2 separate regions of the Mus musculus genome follow, and region 2 is linked to region 1. The links are chromatin contacts, called in public promoter capture Hi-C maps. All regions are on one chromosome and are shown on one strand. Each heading gives the region's core, a stretch centred on a gene start, on an enhancer-like site or on the middle of the called end of the contact. The rest is flanking DNA. Distances are from core to core; before and after follow the strand shown.

What was found. Promoter capture Hi-C pulls out the DNA fragments that hold promoters and counts their contacts.
Region 2: a contact with region 1 is called in a promoter capture Hi-C map of the SN4741 cell line, with 4 times the contacts expected there. The contact joins the promoter of Tnfrsf13c here to the promoter of Csdc2 in region 1. A contact is called at or near these places in 21 of 39 promoter capture datasets (the 3T3-L1 cell line, 3T3-L1-derived adipocytes, the C10 cell line and 11 more), 1 of 15 datasets of contacts at CTCF or cohesin (large pre-B cells), 30 of 484 Hi-C or Micro-C datasets (B cells, the Ba/F3 cell line, the C2C12 cell line and 12 more), 1 of 115 datasets of contacts at active chromatin or transcription factors (large pre-B cells) and 1 of 9 other capture datasets (embryonic stem cells).

What each region holds. Positions count from the first base shown.
Region 1 is chr15:81,934,730-81,939,134 of GRCm38.p6, reverse strand. It overlaps Csdc2 (cold shock domain containing C2, RNA binding), which reads right to left and starts at 2,376. Exons shown (of 4, transcript NM_145473.3): 1 at 2,148-2,376.
Region 2 is chr15:82,222,955-82,227,135 of GRCm38.p6, reverse strand. It overlaps Tnfrsf13c (tumor necrosis factor receptor superfamily, member 13c), which reads left to right and starts at 2,756. Exons shown (of 3, transcript NM_028075.3): 1 at 2,756-2,968; 2 at 3,214-3,417; 3 at 3,860-4,181. The coding sequence starts at 2,824. The coding sequence ends at 4,038.

The DNA.
Region 1 (4,405 bases), core at 1,127-3,626:
ACAGAAGTGGCACCTGCCTGCTTCCTCCCTCCCCAGGTTCCCAGACACGCCTTAGAATATACATCAGCTGCCCCTGCAGCTGGAGGTGACCTAATTAAAGCTGATTCCTTTCCCTCCAGTGTGTGTGTGTGTGTGTGTGTGTGTGTGTGTGTGTGTATGTGTGTGTGTGTGGGGGGGCTGTCCCAGCCAATACTAAAGATTAATTATTTAAGTGGCTCTTTACTCTCCTGCTCACAAGCCCAGGCAGCCCTGAGGCTCTGGTTATTAAGGCCTCTGGGCTTTCCTGGCATTAGTGGGGGAAGGGAAAGCCAGAAGACCCCGGGTCCCCAGGTCCTAGACAAGCTCCACCTCTCCCTGACCCTGTGAGCTTAAACAAGCCACCTTCCCCTTCTGGGTCCTCTGGAGAGAGGATCATACTGGCCAAAGTCACACAGTGGCCGAGTGGCAAGGTTCAGTGTGGTCTCAGAGTCCCTGGGCTTCCCAGGGTGTTAAGTCACCTTCTGCCTGGTGACTATCATATCTGAGGCAGGGGGATGTGTGCTGGCCACACCCTGGATTTCACTCCCTCACCTTGCTGTGCATTTCCCCCAAGCTGCCTATGCACAAGGCCCTGGGTTCTGGACACCAGGCTTGTGCCTGGTGATTGTGATTGGCTCAATTAGTCCAAGAGCACCCTCTGCTGGGCATCACCTGCACAAGGAGGGGGAACATAGGATGTGGGGCGGTGGGGGGCCACTCTGCCTTTGGATGGGCTGGCAAATATCCTTACTCCCCCATTTATCCATCCCTGTGGGTCCTTGAGGGCCACTAGGGAGCCCCCTCCCTAGCCAATAAGCATCTTCCAACCTTGTCCAGCCATCTTTCTCTAGGCCTGGGACAACTTGGCGTGTCCTCCTGGGACCCTTCGCCACTAGCTTCTGTTTGCACTAGTTTTGTCAAGGTGGGGCTGGAGAGACAAGGATAGGCAAATAGATGTTTTGGGAAAATGCAGTGTGGGGTAAGGACGGGAGGAGACACCCAGAACCTGGGCATTCATGTCCAGAGACCTCTGGGATGGAGTTGAATTTGGGAAAGAGCTCCCCCCAACCCCCACTCCCACCCTCCATCCCCACCTCCTCACTCCCATCCTTCCCAGGGAAAGGCCCTGACTGGATGGCATCTAAGCGAGCCAGTGCCAGGCTGTCGGAGAAGAGGGTGCCCACCTCCTACCAGGCACACTTCCTTCTCCCCTCCCCCAGCCCCAGCGGATGCAGCAGTTCACACTCTGGATTTATTATTGTTCTCAGTCCCGCTCTCCCTCCTCCCTGGGAAGCGCCTGCAGCCTGGCAGCCTGGCAGCCTGGCAGGAACCTGCTGTCTCCTTGTGGGTGCCAGCATGGTCCCTTATCTCCATTCAGTCTCCTTGTGCCAGGGTCAGACCACTTAGGGGCTTGATGCCAGCCAAGGCCAACCTGAGTCCTTGCATCCTACAGCAAGCAAGGGGTGTCCAGCAGCTGGTCTATCACCCCCTGTCCTACAGTGGGTTGCACCTAAGCAGAGGAGGAGGTCAGAGCTAGCCCAGCATGCGGGGGAGAGCAAAGACCCAGTGGGGTGGCATAAAGGCAAAAATAACACAGAGCCATCCCTCCAGCCAGTTGACACAATTATCTCTGCCACACTAGGGAAAAATAGAGTGAGGGAAGACAGCTGCTCTGGGTCCCTCTGCCTGCCCCAGGCGGTTCCTCCCCTCTGCTCTGGCCTCAAAACAGATTCCAGGGACAAAATCCAGCGGTGCTCCGGACTGGCCTTTTAGGGTCTGGAAGGAGTCCCGGCTTTCCCTCACCTAGTTCCCAGACCGGAGGCTGCGGCTTGGCAGGTAGCTGCTGTTACCTGCATCTCAACCCAGACGCGAGTCCCAGACACAGACATTCACACACATTCAGATGCGCGGGAGCCACTCCGCCTCAGCTCTTCTGGAGGGTCAAGGAGAGAGAAGGGAAGGGCGGTGGGCTCTACATCTCCCCCCGCATCCTCTAAGCAGAGCTGGGCTGGCTGATGTAGCGCTGCGACCTTTCCAACCTCAATCCACACATCCTTTCTTGGTACCATCAGCCCTCGGCCCCTGCCTCTGCCACAGTTTCCATCACCGGCTTCCTTCAGGTCCCTTACCTCGCCGTGGCAGCTGGGTCCAGGCACTGTCTCCTGTAGTGGGCAGCACCCGATCTCTCTGGACTGTGGAGCTGGCTCGCAGGGGTCACGTCTGGATAATGCACTCTCCGTGGCGTGTGTGTGTGTGTGTGTGTGTGTGTGTGTGTGTGGTGTGCAGGAGGCACCTCGGGCCCCTCACTCACTCACTCACTCACTCACACACGCCCTCCTGCTGACGTCAGGATGTGCTGGAGGGAGGGACTGGGATGGGAATTTGTACTCCTAGCTTAAAGGGACACTAAGCCATCTCTTCTCTGGCCCAGACACCACCTTGTGAGCCAGGCCAAGTGCTGGGTGAGTGGCTAAGCTGCGTCACTTTGAGCGTTACTGCTTCTTGTTTTGGAAAGTGGCTTTTATTGCTGGGCCAAGGTATAATTTGCTCTACCAGGTCAGGGTAGCTGCTGGGGAGTAAGAGGCAGGAAGAGCTAGAGACAGTGTGCATTCTTGGTGAGCGGGGTGCCAGGGAGTGTTTATGGTCAACGGGAGGGCCTGCAGGGTGGGAGGATGTATTCTGGAGAAAGGAGGCCAGAGAACAGAGGAGACCCTCTGGGAACAAGCCAGGTTCCTAGGGACTCCCAGACATTCCATTCCCTCTGCAGTCTGCAGCTGTGCTGAGCTCTGTCCCCTCAGATCATCTGAGATCTCCATTTGAAGAATGTGCTCAAATCTCTTTGGCACACATTAGGTCTTTGGGAGGGGCTGTGGAATCCAGGGGAAGAGAACTATAAAAGAATAATGAGTGTCTTTCTGTGTATGTTTCTTTCTTACACACACACACACACACACACACACACACACACACACACTCGCACACACATATACAGGGGGCAGTGGTGTCTGTGTGTCTGTGTGTCTGTGTGTACTTGTGGTTTAGGAGGCTTTTAGAAGTAAGGACTGACTCAGCAGATTCAGTCCAAGCAGTTTAGGTCTCTTCAGACAGTAAGACCTCAGCACACTCCCGCCCCCCAAAAAGCCGGGCAGTGGTGACACATGCCTTTAATCCCAGCACTAGGAGGCAGAGGCAGGCAGATTTCTGAGTTCGAGGCCAGCCTGGTCTACAGAGTGAGTTCCAGGACAGCCAGGGCTACACAGAGAAACCCTGTCTCGGAAAAACAAAAACAAAACAAAACAAAAAAGACCTCAGGCAAATCCCTAGGACCCCAGTGCTCCCCAAGAGGACAGTGCTCCCCAAGAGGACAGTGCTCCCCAAGAGGACAGTGCTCCCCAAGAGGACAGGTAAGGCTCAACCGTCTATGAGCTCAGGGCCAGGCTCCAGGAAACCTCTTCAAAGGGCTTCTCTGCCACCCCCCTGTCCCTCCTCAACCTCATCTTAGAGAGACATCTTCCCCAGGTGTCACTTTAGTACTACTGAGTCATGAGGAGGTGCCCTTTGTGCTGGCACAGACCTATAGGTCCCAGCCCTCAAGAGGATGAAACAAATAGATTTCAAGTTTGAGTCTACCTGGCTACCTAGAGAGGCAGTGTCTCAACAAACAAACAAACAAACAAACAGGAAAACAGACATGACAGGAGCTGGAGAGATGACTCAATGATTAAGAGCACTGGCTGCTCTTCCAGAGGGCCCAGGTTCAATTCCTAGCACCCACATGGCGACCCCCCAACTGTCTGTAACTCCAGTTCCAGGGAATCTAGCACTCTCACACAGATATAAATTCAGGCAACACACCAGTGAAACATGAAATAAATATAAGTAGGCAATTTTCAACAATTAGAAAGAAAATTAGACATGATGGGGGTAGACCTGTGATCCCAGCACCGAAGAGGCCAAAGATTGCTGTGAATTTGAGGTCAGCCTAGACTCTATGAGAAGACCCCAGTGTCCTAAAAACAAAACAAATCAAACAAACCAGTGCGCAGTAGTTACGCTGCTTTTCTGGGGAGCCTGCATGGGTCCCAGCTCCCACGTATGGCAAGTCCTAACTGCCTGCCACTCCAGCTCGAGAGGGTTCCAACTCACCTGCACATATGTGGCACGTTCTCACACAGACACACAGACATGATACACATAAACAAAAATCATTAAAAAAAAAAACAAAACTTGGAAAGACATCCACTGGAATGAAGGTAAAGGTATAGAGAAGAACGGTAAAACAAGTAAGGGAAAAACCCTAATGAGAATAGTTCAGATGGAACTCAATCTGTAGACCAGGCTGGCCTCGAACTCACAGAGATCTGCCTGCTTCTGTCTTCTGAGTGGT
Region 2 (4,181 bases), core at 1,507-4,006, 290 kb before region 1:
CATTGAAGGTTTAGCCTAACATTTCCTGCATCCGTGAGCTCTTTCTCCCCATCCCCTTCTCTTCCCCTCCTGGTCTTGTTCTCTCTTGATCTCTGGGTCTTATGTAGGTCAGGATGGACTCCTCAAGCCCCTTATGCCGCCAAAGGATAGCCTTGAACTTCTGCCCCCCCCCCCCACCTCCCTAGGTTCCTAGCGCATGCAGTGCTGGGGCCAGAACCCAGAGCTTTGTGCATGCTAGACAAATGTTCTACCAACTGATAGCATTAGTCCCCAAATCTCTCTTCTTCCTTTGGGGGGGGGTTTCAAGACAGGGTTTAACCCAGGCTGGCCTCGCAAATCTCTCTTCTTAACCATGAGAGGAAACCATCCAAGCAGAGATTCAAGGACCACCACAACCTCTGCCCCACCCCCACTGCAGACAGAGGTTCAAGTGAAAATACCTAGCTGAGGTCAGGCACCTGGACACACCACAGACATGAATCCCACAGGCCTTTTGCTGTCCTGTCCCCACACACACACACACACACACACACACACACACACACGCACACACCCCACCCCACCCCCACCCCCGGCTTAGTCTGGCACCTGTCTCAATGGGACCCCTAGGAAATGCCTGACAGACAAATATTTGTGTCAAGTGACTAATTTTGCTTCTGTCCTTCCAGATGTCAAAACTCCCTCTCTGGCTGAGGTGAAGGGCTTTGTAATTGTGACTGGGAGTTCCAGCCCTCTTGCTTGATGCCCCGAGATGAGCCCTGTCTGCTGCAGGAGCTGGAGCAGCCAATGATCTTCATCCTGTAGGAAAGTAAGTCCTGCTTGCAGGCTGGCTTCTTTGGTGTGGTCCATGTGCATTATCCTAGCCCTGAATTCCTGTAAGCCTCAGTCTGCTCAGCTCCAGTGTCGGACACCAAAGCTAGGATGCCTGGCACATAAGCAAGGCTCCATGGCCCTAACAGTGATAAGTAACAGCGGCCCAGTAGTGATAGAGGTGGGTGAGGGCAGAAGGTTGCTGCAAAGTGTCTGGTCTTTACCTTCATGCCTCTGTCCTATGAGAAGGGCTGTCCCTGCCCTGGCTCCTCTCCATACCCTTTCCCTCCCCCCACATCCCCATACACCCACACTCACACCCACACCCACCCTCCCAGACCCACTTCTCCTTTGCAGCTACGCTGACGCCTACACCTTCCTGCTGTGGAGTTGCTGGTCCATAGGCAAGGGGGTGGACAGGCAATGGGCCAGAACCCCTAGAAGCCCATTTCTGTGGTGGTCCTCACTCAGCGTCTCCATCTCCTCTTAACAACTTTGATCCCCTCACTCCGTGGTCAGTCCTGCATCATCCCCAGAACTGGACTAAAGCACCAGCCTCCTTGCCTCTCCATCCAGTCTCCATCTGACATCCCACTAAAGCACAAGGCAGAGAGAGACACACACTCAAAACACAAGAGGTCTCCTCACCACCAGGCCTCCACTCCAGCTGGACCCCATCCATCTATCCCTAGCAACGCCGCTCTCACCTTTCTCTCAGCACTCCTCAAGCAGTGGCCACGTTGGTTGGTTTCCAGTATGTGTGGCCTGGAGGGCATGTTTCCCTGCCCCTTGCAGCTGCTAAAGATATCTCTAAGCCCCTAGCCCTGAGGGCTCAGAGGTCTATATGGCCCACCTTGAGGCCCACCAGGGAACTCCAGGCCCCAGCTCCTAGCTGGCAGCTCCCTCTGGCATTTCCCAGGCCATGACCCCTGGGGAGGGGGCTGCACATATCCCAAGACCCCCAGAGAGCTTGTTTGTGTGACTGTGACTGGGGCTGGGTCTGAGAGACGCTGATGAGAGAGACAAGTGGGAGAGAACATGGAGGTTTGGGGGGGGGGGGGCAGAGCCTGATACAACAGGCACAGATGTGAACAAGCTTATGATCTAAGAAAGGACCTGCAGGGACAGGGAGGTCCCTTGCTAATCCTCAGGTCTTCCCAGGGCTCTGCTTGCTGAAAGCTAGTGTGGCTCTCCAGCACCCTGCGACCAGAGTCCAAGTTTTCTGCTGGTCCAGCCTGCCCCACAGGTCTGAGCACAACTTAGCCTCCCCATTTAAGGCACCGGGCTTTTGCTCACGTTCTACCCTACACTGGCCACTAGTCTTTACCTCTCTACCAACACCATGTCATTTTCTCAATCGAACCTTCCTGTTATGGTTGGTGCTGACTGGCACTGGTGGACCTCAGGCCAGACCCCGTGCCTACCCACTCCCGTGGAGTCCAGGATGACTGGCAATCTGTCCCCATTACTCTCAAAGGGGACTCTGCCCAGGAGGTAGGGCAGGGCAGAGGGCATGGATATGGAAGATTAGAGAGGGCAGTGAGATTAGGAAGTCTTTTATTTATCGGTGTCCCTCCAGCACCCCTGTGGGCATTCCCATGGGCCACTCAAGATGATCTGATGTCTCAACCCTGGGAAGGGCAGAGCAGGAAGCAGGAGGGACTTGGAGGCAGATGGTTAGTGGAAACAATTGGTCTTGGTGAGGCACAGCAGCAGGGGGCTGGAAAAGGTAGGCGGCTACAGGGTCCCTCTGCTGTCCAAGAGCAGGCTCCAGTGTGACCCCCAGCGCAGATGATGCTCAGCTGTCTGTCGTCTGCGGTGACAGTTGAGTGGTTTAATGCAGGAACCACAGGTGAAAGAGGTCTGGGGTTCCAGGCGAGGTCGCAGCTCCACCCCAGTGGTCCCACCCCAGCAGGCAAGGGCGGGGCGGAGGATGCTGCGTCGCGGTTTCATTCTAGACTACAGGGCACACAGCCCAGACTCGGAACTGTCCCAGCTGCATGAGGCGGCGACATGGGCGCCAGGAGACTCCGGGTCCGAAGCCAGAGGAGCCGGGACAGCTCGGTGCCCACCCAGTGCAATCAGACCGAGTGCTTCGACCCTCTGGTGAGAAACTGCGTGTCCTGTGAGCTCTTCCACACGCCGGACACTGGACATAGTAAGCAAAGGCATGGGGATAGGCGCGACCTGCCTGAGGTATCCAGCCTACCAGCGCCGCATGCTCCTCTGCTGACCCTGGAGCCAATGGTCTCCCACATCCCTCACTGTTAGTCTCTCCCTCCCCCCTCCCCATCTCTCTTTCCCTCCTCCTCCCCCTCCCCCTCCCCCGTCCCTCTCCGTCTCCCCCTCCCCCATCCCTTTATCCCCCTCATCCCCACATCCCCTTATCCGCTCTGCCAACAGCAAGCAGCCTGGAGCCTGGGACAGCTCTGCAGCCTCAGGAGGGCTCCGCGCTGAGACCCGACGTGGCGCTGCTCGTCGGTGCCCCCGCACTCCTGGGACTGATACTGGCGCTGACCCTGGTGGGTCTAGTGAGTCTGGTGAGCTGGAGGTGGCGTCAACAGCTCAGGACGGCCTCCCCAGACACTTCAGAAGGAGTCCAGCAAGGTGAGAACTGCCGGGGCTAGGGGAGGTTGGGGGGGGGGTTGGGGGGGTTGGGGGGGGGACGACACAGGACTGAGGGAGACCTGGAGTTGACTCTGATGCTGTCATAAAGCAGGGAGGACAGTACAGCCCAAGCCTTAATCCAAGCAAGAAGACCCAGAGGCCAAAAAGAGATGTTTGGGACGGAGGTGTCTGCCCTGACATTTGGGAGCCCAAGGGCCTGATGCTAGGTTATGCCCTGTGGGCTGACCAGACACCCCTCTCCCTCACCTCATCTTATCAAGTCTCTGAACTCAGCACTTCCTGTGTTGAAGACCTGTCACGTGCTGTTCCCCGTCCTCCTCCTAGGGCCGTCCCAGAGGAGGCTTCTAGAACGGGCGTGGGGGGGGGGGGCTGTGATTCCGTCCTTCCTGCCTTATCTTACCTGCTCCCTCTCCCACCCCAGAGTCCCTGGAAAATGTCTTTGTACCCTCCTCAGAAACCCCTCATGCCTCAGCTCCTACCTGGCCTCCGCTCAAAGAAGATGCAGACAGCGCCCTGCCACGCCACAGCGTCCCGGTGCCCGCCACAGAACTGGGCTCCACCGAGCTGGTGACCACCAAGACAGCTGGCCCAGAGCAATAGCAGCAGTGGAGGCTGGAACCCAGGGATCTCTACTGGGCTTGTGGACTTCACCCAACAGCTTGGGAAAGAACTTGGCCCTTCAGTGACGGAGTCCTTTGCCTGGGGGGCGAACCCGGCAGAACCAGACACTACAGGCCACATGA